Linked DNA regions of Mus musculus: region 1 is linked to region 2. The links are chromatin contacts, called in public promoter capture Hi-C maps. All regions are on one chromosome and are shown on one strand. The core of a region is the stretch at or near the end of the contact, and the rest is flanking DNA. Distances in the headings are between cores, read along the strand shown.

Region 1 (7,241 bases), core at 136-2,635, 56 kb before region 2:
TCAATTGCTACCCCCCCCCCCCGTTCCTTTGTCTGGACCTGCTATCCATCATCTATCTACCCATTGGCTCATCTAGACCCAGCCCTGCCCTTCACTTCACCTCACTCCTACTGCTCAGCTCTGACCCTACTGCAGGCCCGATGCTACAGAAACCACTCCAGCCTCTCCAGCCTCTGCTTTAGCTCCATCCTGCTCGTTATCTTATCAATATGGAGACTCTTATAGCCCTAGCAACTTCCCAGTTTTGGCTTCTCAGGACTCTTTGAAACTTCCTGCCTCTTTAAACCTTTGTAGCCATTATGTAACATACATATATAGATAGAGCTATAGATAGATATATTTACTGTGTGGTGTGTGATCTGAGAGTCAATATTAGTAATTAAGATTGGAATGAGAGAACCTGTGTTTGCCTCGGCCAGGCTATCAAAGAAAGCAGGATTATCTGGCAAATGCTGCCATTGAAATGGTCTTACCTTGTGAACATACTGCTATTAATCAATACATTCTGACATTGTGGAAAGACACAAACATGCTTGTCTATGTTTCTCACTTAGCATATTGAGACTATCACCCAAGCCATGTCTAATCCCCTAGCCTTCCTTCAGCAGCATCATGTGAGGTCTACTTAGCCAGAGACCTCTACCCTGGTGTCTCAATCACTGTCCATTCTTGCCCTTTGGTTCTATGTTCCCTGCCCATGACAGATTGGCTGAACCCATCTCCACTGCAAGGTGTGCTGCTGGCCCTAAAGTTGGTTTGATGTTCATAGAATCTTCCCCATTGGGCTACAACCAGGGTCAGTAAACAATTTTTTTCTTTAATGGTGTGCACATGCTGGATGCATAACCATACAGTATATTTACAGCCCCGTGCGTGGTGTGCGCGTGCGCATGTGTGTGTTTCCCACGGGAACTAGAGCAATGTGTATTGGGGTGCACACCCAGATGGGGTTTACACCACCCTATGTTGGGGTACACATTCAGATGGAGTCTGTACTACTGTATGTGTTGGGGTACATGCACAGATAGGGCCACACTGCTGTCTCATGGGGTACATGTACAGATGAGTTACATGTGCTCTCTGGAGGTTGTATGCTGCCCTCAGGGGCCTGGTGAGGGCTGACTACACTCCCTGTCTTTCATTCAGGGCACTGGCTGCGGCTGCCCTGCCTCCCCAGTCTTCCTGGAGGTGTCTGTGCACAAGCCCCTTCCTCTATGAATACCTCGCTGTGCAGGGCTCCGCGTCTTGATCCAATTTCTGTGATTTATATTTTCCATAATTCTATTTGGTCAGGACTTTCAAATTTATTGTACAGTTGTGTTCTGTGTTCCCTGTAATATAGGAGAACGCTGTTTGCCGAGCTTGCTCCCTCGTGGGAAACGTGCTTTCCTGCATTCCTCTCCCCCCTTGATGTGCTCGCCGGAGCCCCCCTCGCCTCCCCCCTTTCGGGGTGTCTGCAACGTCTCCAGGCAGCCAGCCTTCCTCCCTAGCCCTCCCGAGGCTGGGCTGTTTCTTCTTTAAACAGTGGTTGGGGGGGGGGGCTGTCCAGGCAGCTTTCTAACACGGAGGGCTCTCCCTCTGGTTCTGGGGACAAAGAGAATCTAGGAATAAAAAAACCTCTGATAAGAACAGCTACAGACCAAGTCCTGGAGGTACATTGGGGTGCAGTACCGTGTGCAGTTGAGCCCTAGTTGCTAACAGCAGTAAGATACCCTGAGTTTTCCAGGGCTGTTCTGAAGTATGCTCCCATGATGCTCCCTGTCCTGCAACACTTCCAGCTTCCCTAGGTCCTTTATGCATGATAACACAACACATAAACAGTAGAGGGGAGTCTGATAACTTTATTCCTAGACCCCAGAAGGTGAGGGCATTGCAGCAGGGTGGGTCCTGAGTTCCCAAAGATGCCTGGGCGTGAAGGCTGGAGAGTGCAGAGCTGGAATAAGGGGCCCTGGCAGGAGTCAGGGTTGATGGTCTCTGCTGCAGTGCACCTCTCTGCTCTTTTACTTCCAGCGCCCACCGACTTTGCCCTTGGCTGTGGCACCGGCCTTCTTGCTGCTGCAAATGGAAAGCAAAATGTACTGAAGGCTCAGAGGGTCCAGCCAGCTACAGGAGACCGTTAGCTCCTGACTCCCCAGGCTGTCGCCCCCACTTCGAGTGCACACACCTTGTTCCAGCCTGAGCTGACTCACCTGCAGGAGGCCTGACAAGGCCTGGGCACTAGTGTGGTTAGGAGAGTGTTAGCTGGTTACCTAGGCTCACCTTCTGTTCCCCTGCTTTGGCCAGGGGGACTATTGCAGGCAGACCCATGCCATATGCTAGCTTTGAAAAATAGTGTTTTTGAAAAGCCTGTGATTTTCAGGATGGCAGCTAAGGATAGCCAGTTCCAGGACTTAGGGACCTCATTCTCTGAGGCTCTCTGTACCCTAGCAAGCTGGAAGCAGGATAAGTGCTGTTCAAGGCTCTGGGCTGGCAGGAGGATGAAAGTACATGAGCTCTGGAGCTACCCCAGTGGGATCTTGGGCTGGTGATGTAGCCTCACAGGCCTTCCTGAGCACCCTGACACATGCATACACCCATGGACACATGGCATTTCATCAAACCAGCCCATCATGAGATGTGAGCCCATAGCCCCTTCCTGTAGTATGTAAGGACAGAGAAAAACCCCAAGAAATGGGAAGTCTAAGCAGCTCCACTTGATTTTGTTCTTGAAATGTGACAACCCCATGTCCATGGTTAGCATCAGACGCCTAGCATTTTACCAAACTAAGAACCCGGCAAGGGGGTCACTGTTGCAACAGGTCCTGGAGTCCTGTGGATCTGATTCCTTGTGTGGAGCGGTTACCCTCCTGAGGCATCAGTTCATTTATTCATTCATCCATTCTCCACAAGCCTCCTTTTCTCCTCCCATCATCTCTGTCCCAAACTGGCCTTGAAATTTACTCCACATTCTATCTTGAACTTCTGATCTTCCTGCCTCTGCCTCCTCACAAAGTTCTGGGTTTATGGCTGTGCCCCAGCTAAGGTATGGAGATCCAACTAAGGACCTGTGCCTGCTGGACAAGCATTCTACCTACTGAGCTATACCCTCACACCACCTCTTGTTGTTGTTAATTGAGATAGGGCTTCATGTAGCCCAGGCTGGCCTTAATCCTGCTTCCAACTCTGGAGAGGCATTGAGATTGCAGATATTCATTACCACCCCCTGTTACAGGCTCACTGCTGGTTAGCACATCATAGAGGGAGAATGTATTACCTCCCCACCTGGCACCTCCTACATGCAGGAGAGAAAGGAGCCAGGGGGTTCCAGGGCTCAGTTAGTCTTGTTATTGCTCTGCTTAGGGTCAGCTACCAGGAACCCTCGTTCAGGAACTGGCTAACATGCCTAGGTCCTACGTAGGGTTGCAGGTGGCTAGCCCTGGGGACTCTAGGCCCAGCATAGAGCAAGAATGGGCTGGGCTACTTACTGCTTCTGGGCTTGGTCAATGCGGCTCCTGAGGGTGGTGATCTGTAACAACACATGTGACTTACTGTGACAGAGATCTGGGAAGCCCAGCCGGGCACTGGCCAGGGGACACATGTCTTCACCACAGGGCAGGCCAACTGTGGCATCTCCACTGTATCCTCACTTGCAGGGACACAGCCTCCTGTACCATTTTCCTTACTGTCTTCTGGCTCCTTTGTGGGAGGACACTGTTCTTTGTCCTTGGGCTGTGTCTTGACTTCCTCCCTCTAACTACCACACACAGCAGCTCCCAGCTGTCCACTTACCTTGTGGCTACGGCAGGATGCAGGCAGGCACAAGGGACAGGGTGGAAGTAAGGCCTTTAGACCTCTCTAAGTTCCACCACTGACTCCTGATCCTGACCTTCCTTGGTCCATAGAGCCCACTCCTGACTTGGTGGTCCAGAGGCTCTGGGAAGGCAAGGGCCTTCATTTCTCATCTGCCAACAAGGGCATCAGGACAGCCTCATAACCACCAGCAGAAGTCAGGAGGGAGGAGCTGGGGCAGGAGGGAAAGGCCCTTTGCCACCAGTGTCCTCAATAACCCAAGTCTTTGCCATGCGAGACACTAGCTGAGCATTGCACACCCACAAGCCTGGCCTATAGCAGGCTCTGCCTACTCACAACTTGGCCAGCATCTCCACTCTGGCCCGGACAGTCATGATCTAGAAAAATCAACATGGTTACCAGGTTGGGTGGGCAGCTGAAGCTTCAAGGCCCTGATGTGTATTGTACCAGTCTTCTGATGAACAGGCAGACTCTTTGAACCCAGGAGACCAGATATGGGCAGAGTGTATCTGGAAGTTATAGGTTCCTGACCCAACTCCTGTTGCTAGAAAGAGTAGCCTGGCATCTGTTTGGTGGAGCCTTCTTTGAACTAGCTTCTGGTGTAGCCTTGAGGCTGATGGATGAATCTCTTTCTAGGGATGGCCAGTGATGGAGGTGTGGAAACCAAGGCTCTTCAAAGTTGAGCAACTAAGATCTATGTCATCTACCCAGAGGTTGCAAGAAGGTTTTAGCTCATCTTCCCAGAGGTTGGAAGAAGGAGCCAACCTCTTGTCTATCTTGATGGCTGTGGAAGATGCTCATGCATGAGCTCCTACCTCTCCCCTCAGTGGGCATTGGAGGGACAGGAGGGAAGGACAGCACTGATTTGCCAGTGAACCCAAGGTATTTGCATTTGCCCTAAGCACATTAGGCACCAGGACAGGTGCCCTTCCCCGCATCCATGGTGTGTAAGAACAAGCTTGCTTCTACCTCATCCCTCAAGGAAAGGCCTGCCCCATTTCTGCAGCCCCTTACCTTGCCCTCAATACCTATGAAGGTTGCAACCTCATTCCGTATGCCCTGACCTTCCTCCCAGCCCCCAAGAGACACAGTATTGAACTCTCTTCTTCACTTTCAGAATATGCCTGAGTCACCCTGGATATATGCTTGCCTTCCCTGAAGAGGACCTCAGCAGTTGGAGGACACATAACAGTTCCAGCTACAGCACTGGCCAATCCAGATGCAGGGCCCTGGCTGATGGATCAAGTACCCGCCCTGAAGGACAGTCTCCAGTAGTGGCCCCAGATGGGCTTAGTGAAGCCAGGTCTCAAGGCAAAGGCATGACCAGAGTATGACTGGGGAGAGAGTTGAACGCCCCCTCCCTACTTCCCCAGAGAGTAAGACTCCACAGGCCCAAAAGCCAGAGATGCCTGGACTCACATCATATTTCTGACGTTTCAGCTTCTCCCCAAACTCGAATTTGTCAGTCTCCAGTTGGTACAAGGTATCCCAGAGTTCCTTGGCCTTGTCCCTGGAAGATGGAAAAGAGGGGGTTTGATGGGGTGAAGCTAAAAAGGCAGAGCCCAGAACCTTGCTTCCTCCTCCAGCAACTACAGAGAGCTGTGACTCAGTTCTCTCAGGGGGAGGGGAGAGGGAGGGAAGGCCCTGCATGATCTGGGAGCCCCCTCCCCCCTCACCTCAGCTTGTCATCGCTAAGATGGTCAATGTTCAGAGGCTTGCGCCTTTCGGCAAGAATCTTCTTTTTCATTTCCCGGGCTGTCTGTTTCTTGCCTCTCTTCTGGTCAGCCTGGGGAAGGGAGAGGGGATGAAGGGCCCGGTCTCAGAAAGGTACATGGGACAAACACCCGCCTCACTTGAAGGCCATCCTTCAGGGTTCTGAGTATGTCCCTTACCTTGGCCAGGTAGCTGCTGTAGTTGGCACCCATGGAGGACAGAGCCTTTTTCTTCTTCATGTCATCTTCAGCTCTCCTCTTGGCATCCTCCTCCTCTCTTCTGGCCTTCTCCTCCTGTGGAGACCCCACGCCCCACCCCAAGATCCTTAGGGGCTGTCCTTTGAGCAGGCTTCAAAGACTAGCTCTGGCCTTAGAACCTCCTGGAAGGAAGCTGCTCTTTTCCAGGGTTTCTGTAGAGCAAGAAGTATTATCCCGGTAGCTCTGATTGTTGGCCCTAACAGAGGGCCCCAGTATAAGGAATCTAAGACCTAAGCACATTAGGCACCAGGACAGGTGCCCTTCCCCGCATCCATGGTGTGTAAGAACAAGCTTGCTTCTATCTCATCCCTCAAGGAAAGGCCTGCCCCATTTCTGCAGCCCCTTACCTTGCCCTCAATACCTATGAAGGTTGCAACCTCATTCCGTATGCCCTGACCTTCCTCCCAGCCCCCAAGAGACATAGTATTGAACTCTCTTCTTCACTTTCAGAATATGCCTGAGTCACCCTGGATATATGTGCTTTTCTGGCTACATAGGCTTGGAGACAACAGGAAGGCACAGTCCTTACCGCCAATCTGTTCTGGCGTTCCCGCTCCTTCTCAGCGCGAATTCTTTGCTGCTCAGCCCTCTCTGCACGGCGCTTCTCCTGCAGCCAAGAGGGCAAACTGGTCAGCCCCTCCCTGTCTTGCCCAGTCCCTGCGGAGTACCCAGCAACCTCCCAGGGCAGCAGTGCTCACAATTCTTTCTTTAAGTGCGATTAGCTCCTCTTCTTCTTTCTTTCTAGCTTCAAAGTGGCTGTCAATGAGGGCTTGGAGCTCCATGAGGTCCTTGTTTTGACGCTTCTTCTGGATGTCCTGGGGGTTGGGGGTGGCGAGAGAAAAGTTCCTACCCCTTCTCGCCAGCCTGGAACCCACCTCCAGCTAGGGACACCCTCTGCCAGGTCTCTACAGCTGCTGCCTTCCTGAGGCTCAGTGTGGCCTTGGGTATAGGGTCACGGAGGAACCTAGGCCCTGGCTGATCATGAAGCCAGTACCATTCTTGAGGTGACCTGGCTCAGACTTGGCACTGTCATCCTCAGATAGCCTCTTGGGTCTGGCAGAGAGGAAACCGTGAGATTAATTTGCTGCATACGTGGATGAGTGCTTGAACATATAAGTGGACAGATGAATGAGACAGTTGAGAGACGGGCTGGGCAGATGAGTGGATGAGTTTGTGGGTACAAGAATGTATGGAGGGAATAAGAAGGGATGTTGACTTCCTGGGGTCTAGGAGCGAATTAGTGGAGTGTGGCCTAGAGTTGGCCTGCCTTGGGTCTGGCTGCTTGAGAAGACATGACCTGAAGCCTATGAAGTTCAAAGGCTAGAGTTTGGGATGAGGGTGTTCTGGGCCCCATAAACTTACATCAAAGTCTACTTTCTCCCCTTCCGGGATCTTAGGAGCAGTAAGTCTGGGGAAGAGACACAGAAGTTGTTTCATAAGCAGGGACAACTGGGACCATCCCACAGCGGAGCCCAGCCAGCC
Region 2 (6,706 bases), core at 3,427-5,926:
CCTTCATGCAGACAGAAGGATGTGAACCTGAGAAGACCTATCTACTAGGGATGAAACCCCATCCTCATGTGCATATCCAAAGGGCAGGTGGTAAAACCAAGGCTCTGAAAGGAGAGTTGAGATAGGACCCATGCCACCCCTGACAGACAGGAGCTCCAAGACATTCTAGACAGCCTTCCCATAGCACCTGGTCACACTGGGCTAGGGTTTATACTGGCCCTATCTATACCACCCACAGCCTACTTTGTTCCACCTCTGAGGTGTCCTGATATGAAGAAGGGCTCAGAGGGAACAGATGCATCTTGAATTTGCAAATTAGTTTCTTCTGCCAACCGATGGGGGCAGTCTTTCTTCCATGCCAACTTACAACTTCCCAACTTGGAGGTGATCAGCAAACCGAGCCTGGTAATAGTGACCTGGCCACAAGAAAAAACAGGGGCTTTCCTGACTTACCCACTATCCACTCACAAACTCCTATACTCTAAACCCATAGCTCCTTGCTTTTCTGCTAGCTCCTTGGTGCTGGGTAGGAGTGGCTGGCTGGTGAAAACCTAATCCTGGGAATTGGATGGGCTGTCATCAGGTAGCCCCTTTATCCAAACCTGTCCTCTGCAAGAATTAAAGCACTGAAATCCAAAAGGAGGCCCTATGCCTCAAGGCCAATGGGAAATCACCCAAAAGTTACTGTGTGACAGGAAGACCGGGGCTCTGTAGAACCAGAAGAACTCCCCACAGCCTTATGGTCCAGTGCTACCGTAGCAGATGCAGAGATTCATGGCTATGCCAATCTGGACAGTGCCCCACAGAACACTTCTACTGCAGCCTGGGATGTCCCCACAGATCACTTGCCACTCAACCTGGGCTTTCCCCACAAAGTATCCCTCACCTTGACCCAGTCTATATCCAATAAAGACCACTGATTCCTTATCAACCTCCTTTGCATAATAGCATTGGGCACACTCTGGGGACTCTCACCAGAGTACCCTAAGAAGCAGCCTGGAACAGCCTAACCCCAGCTCTTTACCCTAAGCTCACAACGGGCATGTCTAGACACAGAAAGCCATCTCTAAAATGGCCATTCTTGCAGTGATGGTGTTACAAGATCTTTGCCTGCTAGAGTCTTTAAGAGCTTGGCAAAGACACTCAGTCCATGAATGCTAGAAACAAGCAGCTGCATTCTGAGTGTGAGGTTGGGGAAACTGAGTCACAAGAAGGTGACACTTTACCCTTCTTCCCCTCACCTTGAAATGGCATCTCAACCCCTATCCCAAAAGTCCGAGTTCCTAGAGGAAAAGGCCTGGTCCACTTCCCATGGGTCTCTTCCCCAGACAAGCCTTTACCTCCTCATGGCTCACTAAGCCTTCCCACATAAACCTCTTAGGGAAACTGAGGCAGTGGGAACCCCTAGTAGCAGTGTCACCCTAGTAAGGATATCCCGTCCTGGGCCCTCAGTCCCCAGCCTATTCCAGATCTGCCTACCTCAGTTGGGGGAAAGGTAGGCCTGTGATGTCCCAAATGTGCCAGGCATCTGGTTTCCCCTTTCCAACCCAACAGATCCCAAGATGGGGATCTGTTGAAGCTGGATGGAAGGTGGTAGAAAGCCTAGGACCTACCAGGAGGAAGATCACTGTTTGGCCTCCTTTCTGTCTTCAGGAAGCTCTGACTTGGCTCTGCCTGGCTCAGCTCTGCCATCTGGAGAGAGAGCTCCAGGACTCAGCTTCTAGGCTTTCAATCCTCAGAGCACACCTTGGGAGGGCAAGGTTGGGGTGGGGGTCCCTCCACTGGGCTCCTGCCTCTTAGAAGAAGACTCTCAATAGTGTTCAAAGTCTCTGACTAGAGATCAGGGGTCAGAGGCACACATGGTCCAGGAAGGAACCCTGCCTAGGTAACCCTTAGATTGTCCTGTTGGTCAGCAGGTCTAGACATAGGCCAGAAAGGTTTCCAGGATAGATAAAGTTCCAGAGCAGGACCCTCAGCAAAGCAACATCAGATGCTGAAAAAAAAATCAGAATGCAGACATCCCAGGAGCCAAATAAGCCATACAAATGAGAGGACAGATGGCCAGGTAGAATGGGTCAGGCAGGCCTGTGCAGAGACATCCCTCTACATGAGACTGCTCCCAGTGAGAGGAGGCATGGCTCCACACAGAGCTAGGGTTCCAGGACATGGATAGTGTTTGAATCTGAGGCCTGTGAGGGCATGCTGAGCCTCTCTGTGAGCTACATGACTGCCTTGTAGCTTCTAAGGCACCACACAGTAGAGATGTAAGGGTGTTCAAGTTTGGTCTTAGGGCAAGACATTCCCTAGGTGTCACCCAGCAGTATCAGCAAGTCACTTGCAGTCCTATGGAGATGCCACACACTGCTCCCAAGGGACAGGAATAAGCTACTGTTGGGTAGTCAGGCCGGGAGACAGCACCCTAGCAGAGGAAGAGCGGCAGGCTTGCATCAGTGGTGTGGGGAACTCGGGAGTGGTACACAGCAAGCAGCCTTCCTGCCTTCTGAGGCTCTGTGGGAGGGGTTTGACTGCCTTGGACTTGGCGTGCATGTGTCCTGCCATGCTTACCCTGGTATACCAGGGCAGGTATGAAGGAAGAGCCTGGCTTCTGCCTGATGCACCTGCTCTACTGTGGACAGCACAGCATGGGGATTCCCCCTGATCTGATCCAGCCCAAACTGACCCTGTTCAGCTCTGGGCTTCTGGGGCTTCCTGAATGGGAACTTCTTAGACCAAATAACCCCTTCTGGGCACTGGGGACTTTACCACTTCAAACAGGAGAATCCCTGGTCTGTGAGTCACCCTGTACAGCAGGCACAGTATCTCCTCCTCCAGGGTCTCAGTTTCATTTTGAAAGGTCGGTGGTGCACTTTGTTCTTTCTTCCTCCATTTTGGGGAGGAGGTCTTTAAGGGGCTCCCAGGCCCCTTTAAGGCTGTAGGATTGTGGAACAGGAGTTCCTGACTGACAGGCACAGGTGCAGCCCAGCTCCGGTCCTACAGCAAGATGACTAGGGATCGGCTGGGACCGCCAGAGCTGTGGGCACCCTTCACTGTGCTGCTTAGACCTCGGCATTTGAGACAGCTGAGAGAGGGGGCTGAGGAAGGGCCTAGGAGGAGGGTGGGGCTGGCTTGGCTGCTTGAAGCTGCCCTTCTATGGGCACAAGGTGGCAGGGGCACTGACGTGCAGTCATTTCTGAACAGGGTCACAGCTGTTGACTGATCACCCTGTTCCACACACCCCGCAGCTTGTGTCCTCATCCAGCCTGGGCAGAGTGTCCTTGGAGCCCTTCTTGGGATGTCACGATGCATGTCCCCCTTCCCAGGAGACAGACTTCATAGAGCCTTTCTGGGAACAACATGGCCCTGGAATCCCAAGGCTGGCACAAGGGTGCTGACCCAGACCAGGCCAGTCTCTGCTTAGCCTCAGACTCCTTTCCTAGCCTGAGGGTTCCTTGGACAACTTTCTAACCAGGGTCCAAATGCAAAGCAATAGTGTGGAGACCCCCCAACATGCACCCCTCAAAGTGAGGTTTCTTCCCATTATCATTGATAAGGATTGAGGAATTGCTGTTCCTGCCCAAGATCTGGCGTCCGGCTTGCGAACTGCAGAGACCCTGCAACCCCTGCTAAGGTGGGCCTTATCTCCTTGAGCCTGTGGCTGAACCCTAAGAGTCACACTCTCCCTGGCAGCCTGGCAGCTCCGGTAGCAATTTTATGTTTTACCTCTTTCTTCCCCTTCCTCTTACACACCTGGACCGCAGCCCCCACATCCTGCTCCCATGAGGCTGCTAGCCTCTGACCTGTCCCCAAGACCTGACACCCTCTTCTGAGACCTGTTCCTGGGACAGGGCAGGGCAGGCACCAATGGCCTGGCTTGGTCTCCATGTCTACCCACTAACAGCTTCCCTTCTCATTACCCCCACCCCCACCTTATGACCCAACACAGGAAAGACAGGGAACACCCTTCACATCCCTTTAAATTGCAGATGCCCTTAAGCAGCTGACAGCCTAAAGGCCTCTGCCCAGCCCTGTCTGTTGCAGGGCAGTGGCCCCCTTTACCTTTGCCAATGTTCATTCCCATACCCACTGTACTTAACAACAGTGCCTGGTCCATAAGACACCATTGACCTTCTCTATCCTCACATAGCAGCTTTGGGAACCCCTGAGGCCTGGTCACCTCTCAGTATCTTAAGGCAGGCCAGACCCCTCAGACAAGCCTATAGGTGCATGAGGTCAGGATTCCTAGGCCTAGTTTCTCCCAACACAGCTACTGCTCTCTCCTGCTGTTCAGGCCATATCCAGCCACTCCCAGTCCCTTCCACACCAAGCATCCATCTTCTCTATTCTGGCTATGAACCCTAGCCAGGAAGATAGCCTTTCCCAGTTAGGCCAAGCTGCAGAGGGAGATAGAGGAGATACACACCTCTCTGGTAAGAGAGGGTTTCTGAAGGCTATCTAAGTCCTATCTGAGATTCTGCCTACTCAGCACTTGGCACAAAGCAAACTGCCCATAGTGGAACTCACCCTTCGCTGTCTTCTGCATGGAGCTCTTCCTGTTCCTCGCATCTGGGATCGATGGCAGCCTCCGCCATGGGCCTGGTGTCTTCGGTGTGGGTGCACTTGTTATGGCTCCTGGTGTTTCTCTGTAGATGGGCGGTGGCCTAGAGCCTCAGCCCCCCACCCTTCCCGCCCCAGGTTTCACTTCCTCCTTCCTGTAGCAGGTTGAGGTTTGAAACCTATGGGGCTTGGGTTTTTTTTTTTTTTTTCCTATGTTGCTGCAACAGAAGAAGAGTTAAAACAAAACAAAACAAAACAAAAAAACAAAAAACCAAAAACCAACTAAACCCAAACCACTCATCAGGAAGTGTTGAGCAAGCAAGCTATAGCCTCCTGGAATGACAGAAAAGGGCTGAGGGTAGAGGTGAGTAAGGCTACTCCTTGCAACTCTGGTCCATAGACCTGAGAGTAGCTATGTCTCCCACAATGTCCAGAATTCATGGTCCCTTTAGTGTCCGTGGACTGCTTTCAATTGCTTTGCATGGAAATCTTCTGTGCTTCCAAGTGTGCTCAATGAACATGGTGGAACTAGTTCTTGATGCTTCAAGGTCATGGCCTTGGACACTCTTAGTTAGCCTTTGCTCCCCAGCCATGTCCAGGGTCCCACATGTGGTGCTCCCCTAGTCTGTGGTTCTAGAGCTTGTCTCTATCTGTCTCCATTCCTAGCTGCTGGACGCTCTTGTCTCCCTGCTCCATCAGCTCTCTCTAATCCTGCCTCTGTGCTCTGGGCATTTGGAACCAGTCGAAGAGTCGGTTGATGTTCCCAGCTATGCTGGGGTGGGTCATGGGTTCTCCTGAGAGGCAGCACCAGAGGAAGGACTGAGGCTTTTGGGAGGGAACCAAAGGGACTATAAAGGAATGATGGGGAATGTGATAGCCAGATCCCAAAGTCCCGGGACTTGGGCTAAAGTGTCACTGGGCCAAGTTGAGGCAGCCACAACATGGTAGAGACTCTCTCTTTGAAGCTTGCTGACCCAAGAGATAGAAAGAAAGGAGCCAGTGCCCTATTTCCCAGCACTGGGCAATGAGTGACCTCGGAAATCTCACTATGAGGTCTTACAGGAGAAGTGCAGAAAGGCAAGAGAGCCTTAGGGTGTTGGGAAACTTAGTAGAAGCTGTAGAGTATCATCTAGAGGTAGACCTGTGTTTGCAAGCCTGCCTGACTGCAGGGAGCCCTTTCTTATCCACATGGTCCAGTGGAGGCAAAGCCTTGCTTACTCTATCCCAGTCCTGAGGAGGGGGCAACAGGAAGAGTGAGTATTGTTCAGCAGACTGGGCAGGACACCTGCCTGCTTTTTCTTCAGCCTCCTCTCTCTCTCCTTTTGCACTTTGCTTCCTTGGGACCCTCCTAAGTGCTCTGTTGATAAGTGGCTGGGAATGCATTTGGCAGGTGACAGAGTTATGCCACTTCTGTCCTGACACCTCTTAAGAGGTTTTCACTGGTTCCTATGTCTGTCACAGGGCCTCGCCATCCAGGCACCTTATCGGTGCATTCCAGCCACTAATCTATGAACTTTCTGTGGCCTGTTTGTCCTTAGGGCTGGGGGATGGAGAGGTGGAGACCATTGGCTACCTACAGACTGGATTGGTTTCATAGTTTTCAGGACCTCAAATCCAGCAGCTAACATCTTTCAGATGGAAATTCAGACCCTAATAGCACAGACCCTTCAAGCCTGCAGAGCCAGCTCTGCCCAAGGGGAAAACCCCAGTCTGGTTCTCTCAAAGCTGAAGTGTTTATAAAGTCAGCCCCAAGAGTAGCAGTGTGGAAGGCAGGACTCCTGAGAGGAGATGGGTCTTACACCCAGGTCATATCACAGGAGTGACTTTCCTGTAAAAGTAAATCGTAGGGTGGCAAGATGGCTCAGGAGGCAAAGGTGTTTGAGACCAAGCTTGATGATCTGAGTTCAATCCATCGGACCCACACGGTGAAAGGAGAGAACCAATTCCTACAAGTTGTCCTCTGATCTCCATACACATGCCCTGGCACATACACAGCAGAATTATCTGGGAATTCCAGACACTGCTATATGACCTCCCTTTGGCCTGCTGGTTGGTTTTTATGGCTAAAGGACAGGCAGGCAGAGGCCATTGGCCACCTATAGGTTGGACTGACTTCCTAATTTTCAGGCCTCTGATCTAACAGCAGCTAACA

What was found. Promoter capture Hi-C pulls out the DNA fragments that hold promoters and counts their contacts.
Region 1: a promoter capture Hi-C map of cranial neural crest shows a contact between it and region 2. The contact joins the enhancer-like site here to the promoter of Lsp1 in region 2. A contact is called at or near these places in 7 of 39 promoter capture datasets (the C10 cell line, cranial neural crest, frontonasal cranial neural crest and 4 more), 4 of 484 Hi-C or Micro-C datasets (B cells, the G1E-ER4 cell line, the HPC-7 cell line and 1 more), 4 of 115 datasets of contacts at active chromatin or transcription factors (the 230-238 cell line, the HPC-7 cell line, embryonic fibroblasts and 1 more) and 3 of 9 other capture datasets (adipose tissue, liver and pancreatic islet).

What each region holds. Positions count from the first base shown.
Region 1 is chr7:142,510,590-142,517,830 of GRCm38.p6, reverse strand. Tnnt3 (troponin T3, skeletal, fast) reads right to left here. Exons shown (of 18, transcript NM_001163664.1): 11 at 7,122-7,167; 12 at 6,458-6,574; 13 at 6,289-6,366; 14 at 5,682-5,795; 15 at 5,466-5,575; 16 at 5,209-5,299; 17 at 3,465-3,505; 18 at 1,822-2,055. The coding sequence ends at 2,001. Among named protein-coding and RNA genes, the nearest start is that of Prr33, 7.4 kb to the right of the region's middle. Within about 2 kb of position 1,385, at least 32 of the 459 cell types and tissues checked have an H3K27ac peak or open chromatin away from gene starts, as enhancers often do.
Region 2 is chr7:142,458,782-142,465,487 of GRCm38.p6, reverse strand. Lsp1 (lymphocyte specific 1) reads right to left here and starts at 4,676. Exons shown (of 11, transcript NM_001136071.2): 1 at 4,522-4,676. The coding sequence starts at 4,589.